2 separate regions of the Mus musculus genome follow, and region 2 is linked to region 1. Evidence: chromatin contacts called from public promoter capture Hi-C data. All regions are on one chromosome and are shown on one strand. Each heading gives the region's core, a stretch centred on a gene start, on an enhancer-like site or on the middle of the called end of the contact. The rest is flanking DNA. Distances are from core to core; before and after follow the strand shown. Region 1 holds the start of Pax2 (paired box 2). Region 2 holds the start of Sema4g (sema domain, immunoglobulin domain (Ig), transmembrane domain (TM) and short cytoplasmic domain, (semaphorin) 4G).

Region 1 (7,091 bases), core at 1,446-3,945:
ACAAGGTCTACAACCTGCAGCCACTGCTCCGTGGCCTCCAGCGAGTTTCGAAGAAAGCGGGCGCATCTCGTGCCCTCTTTAAATCTCTCCCATCTTTTTATAGGGAGATAAAAAACAAGCTTGGGAGAAGAAACCCCTGGACAGAGGCCTCTAATCCAGTGGTTCCGGGAGGCCAGAACCTCTTATCTTACAACCCCCATCCCTATGGTCTCCCCATCTTTGGTCCCACTCCCCCACCCCTCTGCTCCCTACAAACCCGGACCATCAATAATTTAGGCCCCGGGAGAACTCGCGTTACCGGTATGAAAAGGCGGCAGCTGCGGGCAGATTAAAGATGAATAATTCAGCCTCACCGGGCTCCGGGCCCGGCCCCTCTGCCCTAATCTATGGGGTGGGGATTGCAACCGGGCACCGCTGGAGTTCAGGGCGGATGGGCTGCGGAGGATCTGTGCGGAACCGGGCCTAGAATGCGCAACTGCCGCTGGCGCAAACCCGGGCTGTAGCTGCTCGTCTCGCCGGCCCGTGCAGAGCCTCTCTCCCTTCCTTCGACCACCTTCTGCTCGCTTTTCTCCCCTTTGGGTTTCGAAGAGGTTCCCCGTCACTGGCCCCGATTGATGGGTCCAGGAAGCAATCCTCAAAAACCCCCGAGTGCTGCAGAGGCAGCAGGGCTGAGGCAGAGACCGGCCGCCTGGATGAACCTGCTTCATTCCCTCCGAAAAAGAGCAAGGCTTCCCGGCCGGCTGAGAGATTCGCAGCGACCCGAAGTCTCGCGTTTGGGTTTCCTTTACCTAGAAATTATTTAGGGAACTATATTTTATTGCAGGTGTTTTTTTTTTTTTATAGTCCCGTGAAGCTCAATATGTGCTTAGGAAACAAACAAAACACGGCTCCCTCTTGGATCGCGTTTTAAAGCACAAATCAGGCTAGGTCTAAAAGTTACCTTGTGGAAAGTTACAAATTATCCTTAATTATTAATCTATAGATGGGGAGGGCTTTTCTACTTAGAATATTATTTATCTTTTTAAGCAAGGGGAGATACCTGACAAATAGTTTTCGGAGCTAAAGAGCCGTTATGAATTAGATGCATTCAAATATCATTATGATATTTCCTCTATTCCTATTTTCTTATTTCTCTTCCCCAACATCCTTTTAATTTTCTTTCCTTGATTTTCCCCCCTCTTGGTTTGATTTCTCCTTCCTTTCTCCTCAGCCTTGGCATTTGTCTTTCTTTTGTTCTTTCCCTCTGATTATATCCATTCTTGCTGACCCCCTGGCCAGGGCGCTGGCTGAATGGTCCTCAACAGTGAGTGGAGACAGGCAAGGAAGTCTCTCGAGTGTACAGCATCCAGGTGCTGGCCTGGATGGCTCTACCTCTCTCCCTGACTTTGATTTCTTCTCAAAATCCTTCATTGTTTTTTTTTTAGAATGATCACTTCCCTAGGCAAAGTTAAAAAAAAAAAAAAAAGTGACCGGCCACTCTCCTGTTCCTAGCTAAAAGGGAAGGGAAGGGGGGGGGGAAGAGGTGAGGGTGGGAGAAAGGGTGGGACGTAGCAAAGCAGCCCCCCAGGAAGCCTTAACTAAGCCGAAGGGAACAAGAGGCGCCGAGAGCTTAGGCTCAGAAGGGGGTCACACCCCCAGGATCTTAGGCATAATTGTCCTGACACCAAGGCTGCCCAAACTAGGAGCCTCCTCACGATTACCCACAACTCTAAGTTTGAGGAAGGTAAAGATGAGGGAGGAGAGAGAGAGAGAGAGAGAGAGAGAGAGAGAGAGAGAGAGAGAGAGAGAGAGAGAGAGAGAGAACAGCCTGAAAACTACTGCCAATTAGTCCTTTAGTCCAGGGCAAAGACTGACTAGGGGGTGGGTGGCTGGAACCTGGGCCCAGGGTTATGGATCCCGAGAGGTAAGGAGGAGCAGGTGGAAGGAGCCGAGGGAGGTGAGACACTAGTGAAGGTAGAAAGGCAGGCAGAACCGTGAGTATGGCGTGGCAAAAAGCAGAACGGTGGCTGAAGGCGTGAGAAACACTAGGTAAGAGAAAGGACGAAAGGAGGGAGCAGGGAAAGGCCAGTGTGGCCTCTAGGGTGAGACCTGAGCGCAGGGGGCCGGACCGCGCTGGGGCTACATGGGGTTGGAACCGAGACAGGAGCCGGGCGCCGGTACTCACGGTGCATCGCGGAGAAGGGGTCTGCTTTGCAGTGCATATCCATCGGGAGGCAGAGGAGCGGGAGCAACGCGGCCGCCGCCGCCGTGTCGCCTCTCAAACTCAACTTCAGGACTTGAGGAGAAAAGGAAGGGACGGTGGGGGAGGGAGAGTGAGCGGGCGCCCGACTGCTGGGGGGCAAGCGAGGGCGGGGGACGCCGCGCCGCGCTCCACGCCGGGACTCCTCCGGGCCCGCTGGGGTTTGCGACCGCAGAGGCTGCAACTTGCCACCGTTGGGGCACGCGGCTGGGCAGTCAGCAACGCAGCCCCGGGGCGACTGGCTGGACCAAGGGGCACTTGGGGCGCATGGCTCGCGCGCCAGCTGCGGCCAGAGCTGAGGCCGGGTAGGGAAGACGGCTCACTCAGCTCCCCTGGAACCCGGTTGTCCGAGAGGCTCTGAACCAAGAGAGCTCAGGGCGGGGGCGGCCCGAGGGCGCCAGGAGGGGAGCCGGGCCGCTCCAAGTGCCGGCGAGTTGGCGAAGTTGGCAGAGAAGTAGCAATCCCCGGGATGTCCAAGCGGGCGCCCGCGGGAGGGGAGCGTGCGAGCCGGCCCCCGCCCCCGGAAAAGGCAGGCGCACGCCGCGGCGACCGAAGGGCCAGGAGGGAGGGAGGCAGCCTAGGAGCCGAGCGGCGCCCGCAGCGCTGGGCTGGCCCCAGGTGGGTTGCGGCTGCAAGAAGACTCGGCCGGAGACTGGAGCCTGGGCTCCCGGTGTGTGTCTCTCTAAAAGCTGCAAAGCCCCCTCCAGACCCCCTCCTCCTCCCCGCGCCGGGAGATGGATGACTTGTCAGACAAAGGCAATAGATTCCACCACTCTGTGATTCGCCAGCGCCGGAGCCCCGAGCTTCGGCAAGGAGGGCCCCGCGCCTGTCACTCCGGTGCTGGCGAGGGGAGGGCCCGGGAGGGGGGGGAAACGGGAGGGAGCAGCGGGTGAAGGAAGAGGGAGGGTGAGGAGCGGGCCAGGGGGAGGAGGAATGGGAGCCCCGGATTAAAACTACACTGAGAAACGAAACTCGCCGAGAAGATAAACGTTAGATAAGGATAAAGAGCGGCCAGCCTAATGAATATTCAGGCAACCACAGAGGGCCTCCGAGCGCGCGGCACTCCGAAGCCAGGCTCTCAGTCCTAACTCGCCCAGCCCTGCCATCCACCGGCCAATGCCCGCAAATCCCAGACGCCCGCGAGTCCGCAGCCCCTGTCCTAACTCGGCTACCCTTGCGCTGAGTTCCTTTCCGTTTCTCCCTGTGTCTTCCTTCCTCTCTCCCTTTCCCTCTGGTCCTTCCCTTTCGCCTTTTCCTCCTGTGGTACCTTCCCATCCACGCACGCATGATTCTCATTCCGGGGCAAAGTGCCCAGCAGTTTGTCCCCTCCCGTCCCACACGCGGTGGCGCGCACCCCCTCCCCGGAGTCTGGGCAGTCCAGACGCCTGGTTTGGAATCAAGCTAGAGGCCTCTGGCTAGAACCCACCTGCCTTGGTGGGACCCAACGGATGGTAGGAGAGCCAGGGAACTTGGCACCTGGACCCTCGGGTAGCTAGGGAAGGGACTGTGCCGGGAGACGGTGCGCAGCGGCTTGTCCGCGGCAGTGACAGAGGATGCAGAAGCCCAAGGCGGGACCAAGGCGTTCTCTTTCCCCGGCTGGGGAGAAGAGGAGGCTATGAACGCGACTGAGCGCCGCCCGCCGCCAGCTCTGCAGATCCCGAGCGAGCGCAGCTGGCGCAGCACGCCGGCCTGGCCCGGCTCCTACCAGAGCCGCTGGCCCAGTCTCTGCAGCCTGGCCCGCACTCGCTCCCTTGTTCGCTGGGGTCTTCTCGCACGCACTAAGCGAGAGAAGCCCTTTGTCTCCTAACTGGTTAAGTACAGAATATCCAGGAGATCTTTATGAAATATTTTCCCTAGTCTCATAAATCATCTTGGCACTTCAGCTGATGTTTTAACTCACCCCCCCCCCCTTTTTCGCTCCCTCCTCCCAGGCTTCCCTGGGTCTGAAAAAGGGCGGCTCCAGGAAGCTCAAGCTGAGAAACACAGCTTTCTTGCCCGGCGGACCCAAGACTCCTTGGTGTTGTCTGCAGCTCCTGAAGCCCAGAGGAAGGGCAATGAGTGTAGACAGTGCCCCTGTCCCTATAGCCAAAAAGCCTCGGCAGTAGATGGGGTTGGGGGAAGCACCCACTAGACTCTCAGCCCGTCTCAGACTGACTCCTACCGGGCATTTAGAACCGCCCACATTCTGGGTGAGTTTCAGGCCAGGCTCAGCTACACCGGATTCTGAGCTTTCCATTCCAAGGGGAGCTGGGTCGGTTGGGATCTGGGCCTTTGCCCGGTCTCCTGGAAATTTCCGGCTAGATTAATCCAATTGCAGAGTAACTGCTGGAAAGTAAGAAACTAAAAAATAAAAATAAAAATAAACCACCTTTCCATCTGCCCACCACCACCCTGTCCCCCACTTCCTTTGGTCTGAGGACTAGGTTCCCGTGGGCAGGAAGAGTAGGAGGTTCAGGGGTCCTGCCAGGAAAACCAATGCCTTCCTCTCAAGGCCTGTAGATGGCGCTCCCGGGTTTGCTTTGGCCAAATCTCACAACCTCACAACCTCAGCAACACGCACTAACTTCTCATAGGGAACAGAAAAGAAGTGTGTGTGTGTGTGTGTGTGTGTGTGTGTGTGTGTGTGTGTGTGTGTGTGTGTGTGTGTGGAAACAGAGTTATTTCAGCCTAAAAGGGTCAGCTCCCATACTGGGGAGCCAGAAGCTCTAAGGTGGTAGTAACCGCAGTAGCCTTATCTTCCTTTGAAGAAGCAATCAGTCCAGAATTTGAGGTGGGGAGCATTCAGAAGAGTTCATAAAGGAACTCTTGTTGGGTGTGCTTAAGTTAAGTCTTGGTATGTCTGTTGAGGAAACAAAAATCAGCGGAGTTCCTCACTCCAACAGAGATCCAGAGTCCTCTAGAACTGAAATATAGTTTCATGTTTCACGTCCTATGAAATGTGAACATAGACAATGGATATTTCCCCATAAGAATGGGAGTGGGGTCGAACTTTACATTTTGTAAAGAGAACTAACAATTCAATTCGTAAAACACTTTTGAAGTTGCACTTACGCAAGTATCTGCCACATACATCCTCTTAGGAATGAGGGCTAGTGATAGTCTAATTTCTATGTAGCTCCAGAAAACTCAGGCATGCCTTCCCAGGACTCCTGGGACGCGCGCGCGCACACACACACACATACACACACACACACACACACACACACACACACACACACACACACACACACCTCCAGTTTCCCTGTTAGTTTTCCAGCTGGTTTCTGGGTCTAGATAATCAAAAGGCGATCTACCCTGCTGCTTTGGAAGCCCGTTAGCCTCTGCACAGCCCTCTCTTTGGACTTTAGAAGGAAGGGCTGATTTGCAGATGTCCCTTCTCGATGGCCTCTCCTTCTGACTCCCCCTTTCCTGTTCTTTTTCTTCTTCTATGGGCCCTAACAGAAGGGGAAAGAGTAGAAAAAGAAAAGAAGAAAGAAGAGGAAAGGGAGGAAAGAAAAAGAAAGACAACAACCCAACCCCAAACACAGCCAGGGCTCGACCTGTCAGGCTTGGTTGCTTTTCCCTCATCTGACTCTAAATGAACCTTTTCTCTCTAGTGTTTTCAAAGCAGCCCTTCAACACCCCCCCACAACCTAGGGGCATTTACACTTCAAACAAGGAGCCCGCCTCCCTGCGGAAATTTAAAGGCAAATAAACTTTTGGGGAGTTGCTCTGATACCCATCTCGGGATTTGCTTCATTAGTCGCCTCTGTGCATCTGATCTGCCCAATAAATCTTCCTTGTGGATCTCAGTTCCTTCGCCTTCTCTGCTGCCACCTCTGCCATGCTCGCTTGGCGCCTGGCAGCCCCACTCCTACTACCTCCCTTCCGAAAGCCTAGGGTCAAGCTGGTTCTCCGCTGGAGCGGGCCTGCTCTGCGTGAGTGTTAGGTGTGCGGGAGGCCTGCGGTCCTGCAAGAAGGCCCTCTCATAGATACTTATGCAAAGGTGTCCCAAGCCGCATGTGACTTATACCCCAGATTTTAATGCGTCTGTGGGCGGATCATGCATAAGTAAAGTGCAGGCAGAGATCCTGTCTGCTAACCCCGCTCACCCAGGCCCCCTTTCTTTACTCTTTTGCTGGGGGTGGGGTGGGGGCGTGACATGACTGCATCTCTTCTGCACACAGGATCCTGATCCTGACCCCAGTCATTAGGCACAGGGTCTCTAGCAGTTCTCGAAGGTGGCTGTGTCACCGAGGACCTGGCAAGCAATCCCCCCCCCGCCGCCTCCCCCGCTGCAGTGAAGCATTCAGCTGTGCCCCTCCCCCCACCCTCGGCCCCGCTTGTCTTTTCTCCCTCTACCTCCTGGGGAGTAGCGTGGGGAGCTATGGCCTTAGCTCTGAGGGAGGGGATTAGAAATTCCGAAATTAAGCGTACCTCCCTAGGAAATGCTCCCTACAGCGCAGACCAAATTAAATGCATTAAAGTTGGGGGGGGGTGTTTAGAATGAAGGGACATGAAAACAAAACAAAACTGGTCCTAAGGAAAGGAAAGCAGGATCGAAAGAGGGAGAAAGCGAAGGCTGAGAAGCTGCTCAGCAGCTCAGCATCATTTCCGTTTGTAACTCACCATCTCCACCAACAAAAAAGCAAAGAAAAAAGTTCTTACAATCAAACTCTAGGTCGCATATCCCCGGGCCATTTGCACTCCGAGTGGGCCCTTGGAGGGCGTACCCTAGGTGTCCAGGTCCCTGGCAGTAGGTGACCGCTCCAAGGCCCCTCTCCTGCCCCGCCTGGCCGGTTCCCGCCAGGCCCCTCCCGCACCCCTCCCCCTGCCTAGCCCGCTTTCTGGTCACATTGGAGGATTTTTTTTT
Region 2 (7,091 bases), core at 2,762-5,261, 230 kb before region 1:
TCGACCACAGATAGTTGGAGTCCAAGGGTTACCCTAAGGCCAGCCACTCATACTACTCATTGCAGTTGTGCACTTGAATGCACATCTGTCCCACTCCGTCTGTGTCCCTCCAACTCTGTCACCCCTGGTTGAGGAGGAAGAAAGGAGAGCTGGGGACAGGGAGATCACATACCTGGTTGTTTTTCCCTTTCTGATGACACTTGCTTTGCATCTCTGGGGAGGCCTCCCAGTGGATCTAGTGAGAGGAAAGGGACAGACTGCTATGTTGACCTCAATATCTACTACCCAGAGAATCAAACAGTGCTGCTCCAGAGTACTGGGGAAAACTGAAGTGAGGTGGATTTCAGAATGAGCCCTGGGATGGAAAGGACAGTGCTGTCCAGAGGTCGGGAAGGCTGGGGGCGGGTCACCAGGTAATTGAGGTCCCAGGAAGCTGGAGACCCTGTGGTCAGACCAAATGCCAGGGGCTGACCTCTTTGTGAGTCCTATCTCTTATGTCACGGGCACTGAGAGAGAACAGGGCGCCTCGAGCCCCCACCAGCAGCCTCTCAGAAGCCTCCTCCAGCAGCAGTGTTGAATAGTTCTGGGTTTGGCCCTTGAAGTGCCGAATCTGGGAGAGCTCTAGAAACGAGAGGGGCAGTGAGCCACCTGGGGACTACTTCCTGTCCCCAGCTCTGGCAGCCATAGTGTTTCAAGGTTGGGGGAGGGGTCCTAACCTTCATAGGAGATGGTCAGCCGTGGGGTGGCATCTAGCTCTCGGGATGGTCTCCGCAGTGAGGGTCCAGGCACTGCTGTTACTGTGAGAAAGCTGAAGAGGAGGGGCCAGAGCCTCCCCCACATCTTCCTGCGGAAGTTCAGACCAACAAGACCCCGAGGGCAGCCCAGGAGAGTCACAGGAGGGGAGGGGAAGAGCAGTCACTGGGTTCAAAGTCCAGGGTGTGATCTCATGGGGGTCAGGGGTCATGAGGTCATGGGGGTCAAGTAGTCATGGGGCCATGGAGGATCATGGAATGGGGGGGACATGGAGCCACAGGGTTGTGTGGCCATGGAATCACAGGTAAGAAGTCAGAGGGAAGGGCGGGTCACCACGTGCCTTTCTGTATCAAATGCAAATTCCATGGAGAGTGAGCAGTGTAGGGTCCCAGGAGGACTGTAGGGTTCTGAAGGGGTCACCTTGCCCCCAGTCTCAGGGCAAGTTCCAGGTCTCTGTCTGTTCTCTGAAGGAGGAAAAAAAAAAAAAAAACCACCAAAACAATAAATAAATATATAATCCCTCCAAAATGGAAAACCTTTGATTTGTGTGTGAATTAAGAGGGACGATACCACCCACACTTCAGGCGGCCCTGAAAGCCAGAGGCCGGACATCCACAGAACTCCCACACCAGGAAAGACTCACGGCATCCTGCCCAGCTCTGCTCGGGGCAGAGGCTGTGGCAAACTCGCTGTCTTCATAAGACCCTAGACTACTGTTAACCTATGCCATGGTAACAGCTCTCTTCCAGTCAGGAGACTGCTTGGGCCCATGTTGCTGGAGAGGCCCGATCCTCCAACAATGCTGCCTGCTGCGGGGGTGCCTTCTGCGGGAAGGCCTGGGCAGTCAGTTAATGGGTCTTTGTTGATTTTGTTCTGTTTCCCCTTTGTTTTTTCTTTCCCTCGGCCTAAGAGCTCCCTCTGGAATTTCTCTTTAATTAGACACTTCTCTCTGGCATTTTTCTCTAAGGGGTACACATCTCTGCCTTGCCCGTGCGAGTCCATACTGCACCCTCTGGCTGGGTATCTACACGAGTCCCCGCCTGCTAGACCTACCTCCTGGCAGGGAGCAAAGGCTTGAGGGGCTGGGGGGGTGGGGAGGTGCAGGGAGTTGGGTCCCTGAGCTGCACAAGTGTAATTTCTGCTGTGCAGGAGACTGCGGTGTGAAAGACCAGTTAAGACTTAAACAATATGGAGACAGTGACCTACGGGATCCTGACACTTGCAGCCACCTTTCGTGACACACCTTAAAGACTAGAACCGCGCCTGAGGTGGAGGCCATTGATAGGCCAGGGAACTTCCGGAGATTTCCTTGGCTGGGCCAGATGTGGAGGCTGCCTGATCTACCCAATGTCATCAGACAGCCATAGGCAGGGTCAGAGGGTGTCACTGGCCTCTCCTTTTCCTTCTGGGTCAAATATTAACCATCCGGCTGTAAAGAGAGGGGAGGGACCTGGAGCTAGTCAGAGGAATAGCAAGAATTTGGAGGGTTTGTTCAAGAGGTAAAGGTTAGCACTGTCACACGAGGGAGAGCGAGAGGGTCTCTGAGCCACAGAAAGGGCATCAAGTTCTTGTTTTGAGGGCTAGGGCAGCTGGAGGTTTCAGGCTGCCCAAGCCGTACCCTCCATGTGAAAGCACACCTGTTTACACTGGGGGGCCTCCTGTTTCCTCAGCACTGAAGGGTGAGTCCTCCCACTAGGGAAGTGTGTCCAGGCGGAGACAGGAGGAAGACATCCTAGGTCAGAGGAACCGCTCAGTGCGGAGTAAGGGGCATTCGTGGGTCTCAAAGACGGTGACACACTTGTACACAGTGTAGGGCCAAGAACACAGGCATTTATAGGAGTCATGTGCATGCACACACACATATACAGAGAGAAAGAGACAGAGACAGAGTCAGAGACAGAGAGAGAGCGCACAAAGGGCCAAGGCCACATAAGGTTGTTTACCTGTCATCCATCCAGTGGATCATATATCCTCAGAGGTGAACAAGCAGGGCTAGATATTCAATAGGACGGTCTTGTTCACACACATTTGTAAAGGGGGCATTCACACAGAATTGTTGCTATTGGGCCAGGCATAGTGCACACATGTATTCTGAGTCCTCAAACACAGTTACATTCGGGCAGAGACAAGTAAGTACTCATGACATGCATAAAGGGGTCTGACTTGGGCTGCAGGCTTGGTGGCTGACAGTGTCTGCTGGGGTCAGATGCACGGCTGAATCCTGTCTCCTTTCCTGAAAGTCCTGCTCTCTCTCTCTCTCTCTCTCTCTCTCTCCCTCTGCCACCCCAAGGGGTGTGTGTGTGTGTGTGTGTGTGTGGTGTGTGTGTGTCTTCTGACCTGGAGTGAATGCCTGTAATGGAGAATGGCTAACCCAGGGAGGTGGAGGAGGAGGAGGAGAGGAGATCCTCGAGTTTAGCAAATGGAAGGTGAAATGCTATCTTAGCAGCCCTCTTCCTGCCCCGCTCCACACGCCCCCCTCCCCATCTCCCCCAGATTGCATTTCTAGATCTGGAGAACTGGGCTAAAGCGTCCAGCTCCATTTAACCTGTTGGGAGGGCCGAGTTAATGGCCAGGGGGTGGAGCATGCCACCCCTCCCCCCAGTACTAAGCGGGTTCAAGGTCTCCAGTTCACACCCCAGACTTCACTCCAAGTTTGGGTTCCTTCCCAGGGTTTGCCCGCTGAACTCTGATCATCTTCTGTTAGATCCTAGGGTGGAGAAAACTGGGGAGGGGAGGACCCCTCCCACAGGATCAATAGGCTTTCAACCTTCATCCCTGATGTCCGTCTGCCTGGGGTTAGCGGTATTTGCCTCTGTCCACTAAGATGGAGATCTCTTCAGATTTGAGGGTGCCTCTCCCTTGTCTTCCCCACCCTCCACCATCCTGGACAGTTCGAGGTTTTCTCCTTTGAACAGATCTAACCTCAGTATCTACTGCTGCGGCTCGAGGACAAGCTCTCCTTCGATCCCGCCGGACGCCAGGAGACATGACCCAGATCCTGGGGAACACTGTTCTCCACGCGGGTCCCGGGCACGCTGGGCGCCCCCGACTCCGAGAAGGCCGGTCTGCGCCCTGCGCGACCCGAGGCCTGGCCCGCGCCCCTCTAAACCCTTTTATGCGGGATTGGGGGTCTCGGCGGTGAAAAAGGCCTGGCTTAGCTTGGAGGGTGGAATGGATGCGGACAAGGCTTTGCCCGGCCGCAGCCCCCCGCACCGCCACCGCCCGCACTCCCCGCCTCCCTCACCTTTGCGCTGGGATCCGGGTCCATAGAGACAGCGACGTGCGGCTCGCGGCCCCACAGCACCAGCTGCAGGAGGAAGGGGCTGCGGCCGGAGCGAGGCGGGGTGGAGGCGGAGCCGGGGGTGGGGCGGGGGCCGGAGGCGGGCCAGAGGCGGGGGCGGGGAAGGGTGCCCGCCCTCCTTTGCGACCCCCACCACGCACAATAGACCCGATTTGTGGGAGATGCTCGAGGCCCACGGCTCCTGGCGTCCCCTTTCTTCCAGGCTCAGTCAGTCTGAGTATCGCCCGCCCCCTGGTGGGGGGGGGGCTACCACCGCGTGCGCCCTAAAACAGGCTGGTCCTACGGATCTGCTTTGGTCCTAAGACCCCTCCCATTTACCTACTGCAGGGACGCGTAACCCCCGGGTCCCGGAGTCTTGTACTCTGCTCTCTAACCTGTATCTCACTTCTTGCAAAACATGTTTGCCATGCCCTCCTGCCTTTGGTCTATGGAGCGGGTGTGCTGATGGGGACGACAGTATCAGATTTCTGCGTAGCTCTTGGTTCCCAGTTCAAGGTGTGATTCCTCACTCCCTGCTCCCTCCAGGCTATTCAGTTTGAGGTCAGAGTAGGTGAGATGGGGCCCTGAAGGGATGAAAAGACAGCATACAGAGAATGCTCTTTATGCACAAGAAAGCCATGCCACTACGTATGGATCACTCAACAAATCTCAGTCCAAACCCGGGCTCACCTCAAGGGATTGCGTTTATCATTTTCCATCGTCATTTTACCTCCAAACTTTCAGTGTTCCCAGGTATCCAAAAATTCTGTGCTTGCCAGGTTCAGCCTTCTTCCCTAACTCCTTTACGATGGTCTTCTCTGAAAACTCCGGCTCTCCTTTCCAAGTGCTATTTAGAGCGAATCGAGGGCTGGGGTTGGGGCTCAAGGGCACAGTGTTTGCCTAGCATGTAGGACACTCTGGTTTCATCTCCAGCATCACAGAAAAGCAAAAACAAAAGCAACAATGAACTCGGCTTTAAATCCTAGTGAATCCTGACCTCTGGCCTTGACCTCTCCACCTTTCAAAAAGAAAAAAAAAAAATCCGTGACGATAATGATGGGCAAAGAGGACCAAAATACGAGTCTAAAAAGCAGACTCTTGCATGTGCCTAGGAATTTAAGTCGTCTTCTAGTGGCGTATGAAACTGATGAGAGCCTGGGAAGAAACTTTCCTCTTTCAAGATTCCCCAGAGCTCATACAGTTTGGCACTCAATCTCATACAATCTCAGAATTTGGACTGTGTGTGTGGCTGCAGACTGCTAGACAGAAGGGCCCAGATCACACTTCCACCCCCCTGTTAGAATATCTCCTGGCACTCTGCAAACAGGATAGTGTGTGGTGCAGCGGGGGAGACTGGGAGAAATGTTTTCATTAAAAAGTGCACACACACTTTAAACGTTTATTATATTCATTGTGTATGAAAGCGCATGCATGCATGTGGGACCCCCCACCCCATGTGTGATATCCTAGAGGATAAATTGCAGGGAGTCTGCTCTTTTTCCACCATGTGGGGCCTAGGTATCAAACTCAGAGGTTGTCAGGGTTGGTGACAGACACCTTGTCTGCCAGACCATCTCACCTGCCCAAGCCAAGCACACACTCTATACACACGTTGCTCTGGTCCACTTCTTTTTCTGTGCCCCCACCCCATGCTGAGGAAGTAGTAGTTTCATTTTATAGCTGGGGAAACAGGTTCTAAGCAGATTGTAACTTGTTTTGAACTCTGTTTATGGAGGACAGGATTGGAGAAGTCTAAGAAGGGTGGGCCAGGCAAGTCTGGGGAAGAGGACTAGAATAGACAGGCTCGTCTGATGGAAGGAGAAGGGACATACAAAAGGTTGGTGGGTTTGATCTGGCAAGAAAGGGGAGTTTTTAGTGGAAGACAGAGGGGAGAGAAGTTAGCTAATGGCTTGGAAAAACATCAGAAAAGCTGAGAGCTTCCGTATAGGTTGAATCGTGGCTGAAGGACACCTGTAGGCTTTGTGAGAAAGTGAATTGGAAGGAAGAGGGCTAAAGACGGCCAGACCTGGTACCTGGCATTGTGGAGAAACTGCAGGGACCACTAGGCTACAAAGCCGGGCTTGCCAAGTCAGCACTTGCTGTGCTGATTGCACTTCCCTCAGGAGGAAGCAAGTAGGCCAGTGTGGCAGGTTCTGCAGCTCACTGAGCTAGAGGGAGCAGAGGAAGCCTCCAGTGAACGTGTAAAGTACAGACCAAGTCTTGAGTGAATGTGGAGGGACCCCAATACCTCAGATGTCTTTGGGTGGCCTGATCCTTCTGTTGGTCCCGTGCAGATGTTGGGAGCTTGTGCAAGTACAATAGTGTGTGCCATGAAGACTAATTGACCAGTGTGTGCAAAATCTAGCAACTTCAGCTCCCTCCTCCTGCATGACTGTGATCTGAGTTTGCTCCCCAGTAGAGACAGCCTACAGAGATGAGCTCACTCCCCTCTGTGCTGTCCATGATACACCCCACCGAGGATCCAGTTGCTGGTGTCTGAGTGCTGCTCCATCACAGTGAGCACGGCCCACCCTGTCCCAGCTCTTCCCTATGAGTGTGCATATCCTTTCTTCATCCTTTCTCTACCCGAGTCCAAGGCATGCGAAACACAGCACTGGGTTTCCTTTATAATAATTCAAATGTGTGATTTCGAAGCCAAGTTCTACGATGGCACTTGTGAAACTGCCATGGGCGTTTCCATCAGTACTGCTGGTAAGACAGACTCAGTACACAATCCATTCCTTTCTCTTCTCTTCCTACGTGAGCTCAGCATCCCACCTTTCTATAGGAAACTCCCTTAACTGACAACTCTTACTCTGTGCCACAAGCTGATAAAAGGAAAATTCCTTTCTGTCAAAGAGATAAGACTTGAAGCCAAAACCAATAAGCTAGCACTAATTTAAACAAGTTTGGTGGGACACGCCTGATCTCAGCTGTGGAGGCAGGAGGGCCAGTTCAAGGTCATCCTTAGCTATACAATTTCATGACCAGCCTCAGCCTGGGCTTGAAGATCTTATCTAAAAAGTAAAACAAAACAAAATTTAAAAAATTAGTTCTA

The links. Capture Hi-C pulls out chosen DNA fragments and counts their contacts.
Region 2: a promoter capture Hi-C map of adipose tissue shows a contact between it and region 1. The contact joins the promoter of Sema4g here to the promoter of Pax2 in region 1. A contact is called at or near these places in 3 of 115 datasets of contacts at active chromatin or transcription factors (embryonic stem cells and pancreatic cancer cells) and 1 of 9 other capture datasets (adipose tissue).

Annotation. Positions count from the first base shown.
Region 1 is chr19:44,752,510-44,759,600 of GRCm38.p6, reverse strand. Pax2 (paired box 2) reads right to left here and starts at 2,695. Exons shown (of 10, transcript NM_001368747.1): 1 at 2,165-2,695. The coding sequence starts at 2,207. RefSeq lists promoters at 2,233-3,507, 2,233-6,410, 2,233-7,091, enhancers at 5,669-6,078, 5,370-6,078, 6,615-6,734 and a cis regulatory region at 7,045-7,091.
Region 2 is chr19:44,986,264-44,993,354 of GRCm38.p6, reverse strand. It overlaps Sema4g (sema domain, immunoglobulin domain (Ig), transmembrane domain (TM) and short cytoplasmic domain, (semaphorin) 4G), which reads right to left and starts at 4,011. Exons shown (of 15, transcript NM_011976.1): 1 at 3,998-4,011; 2 at 717-1,217; 3 at 473-621; 4 at 173-235. The coding sequence starts at 840.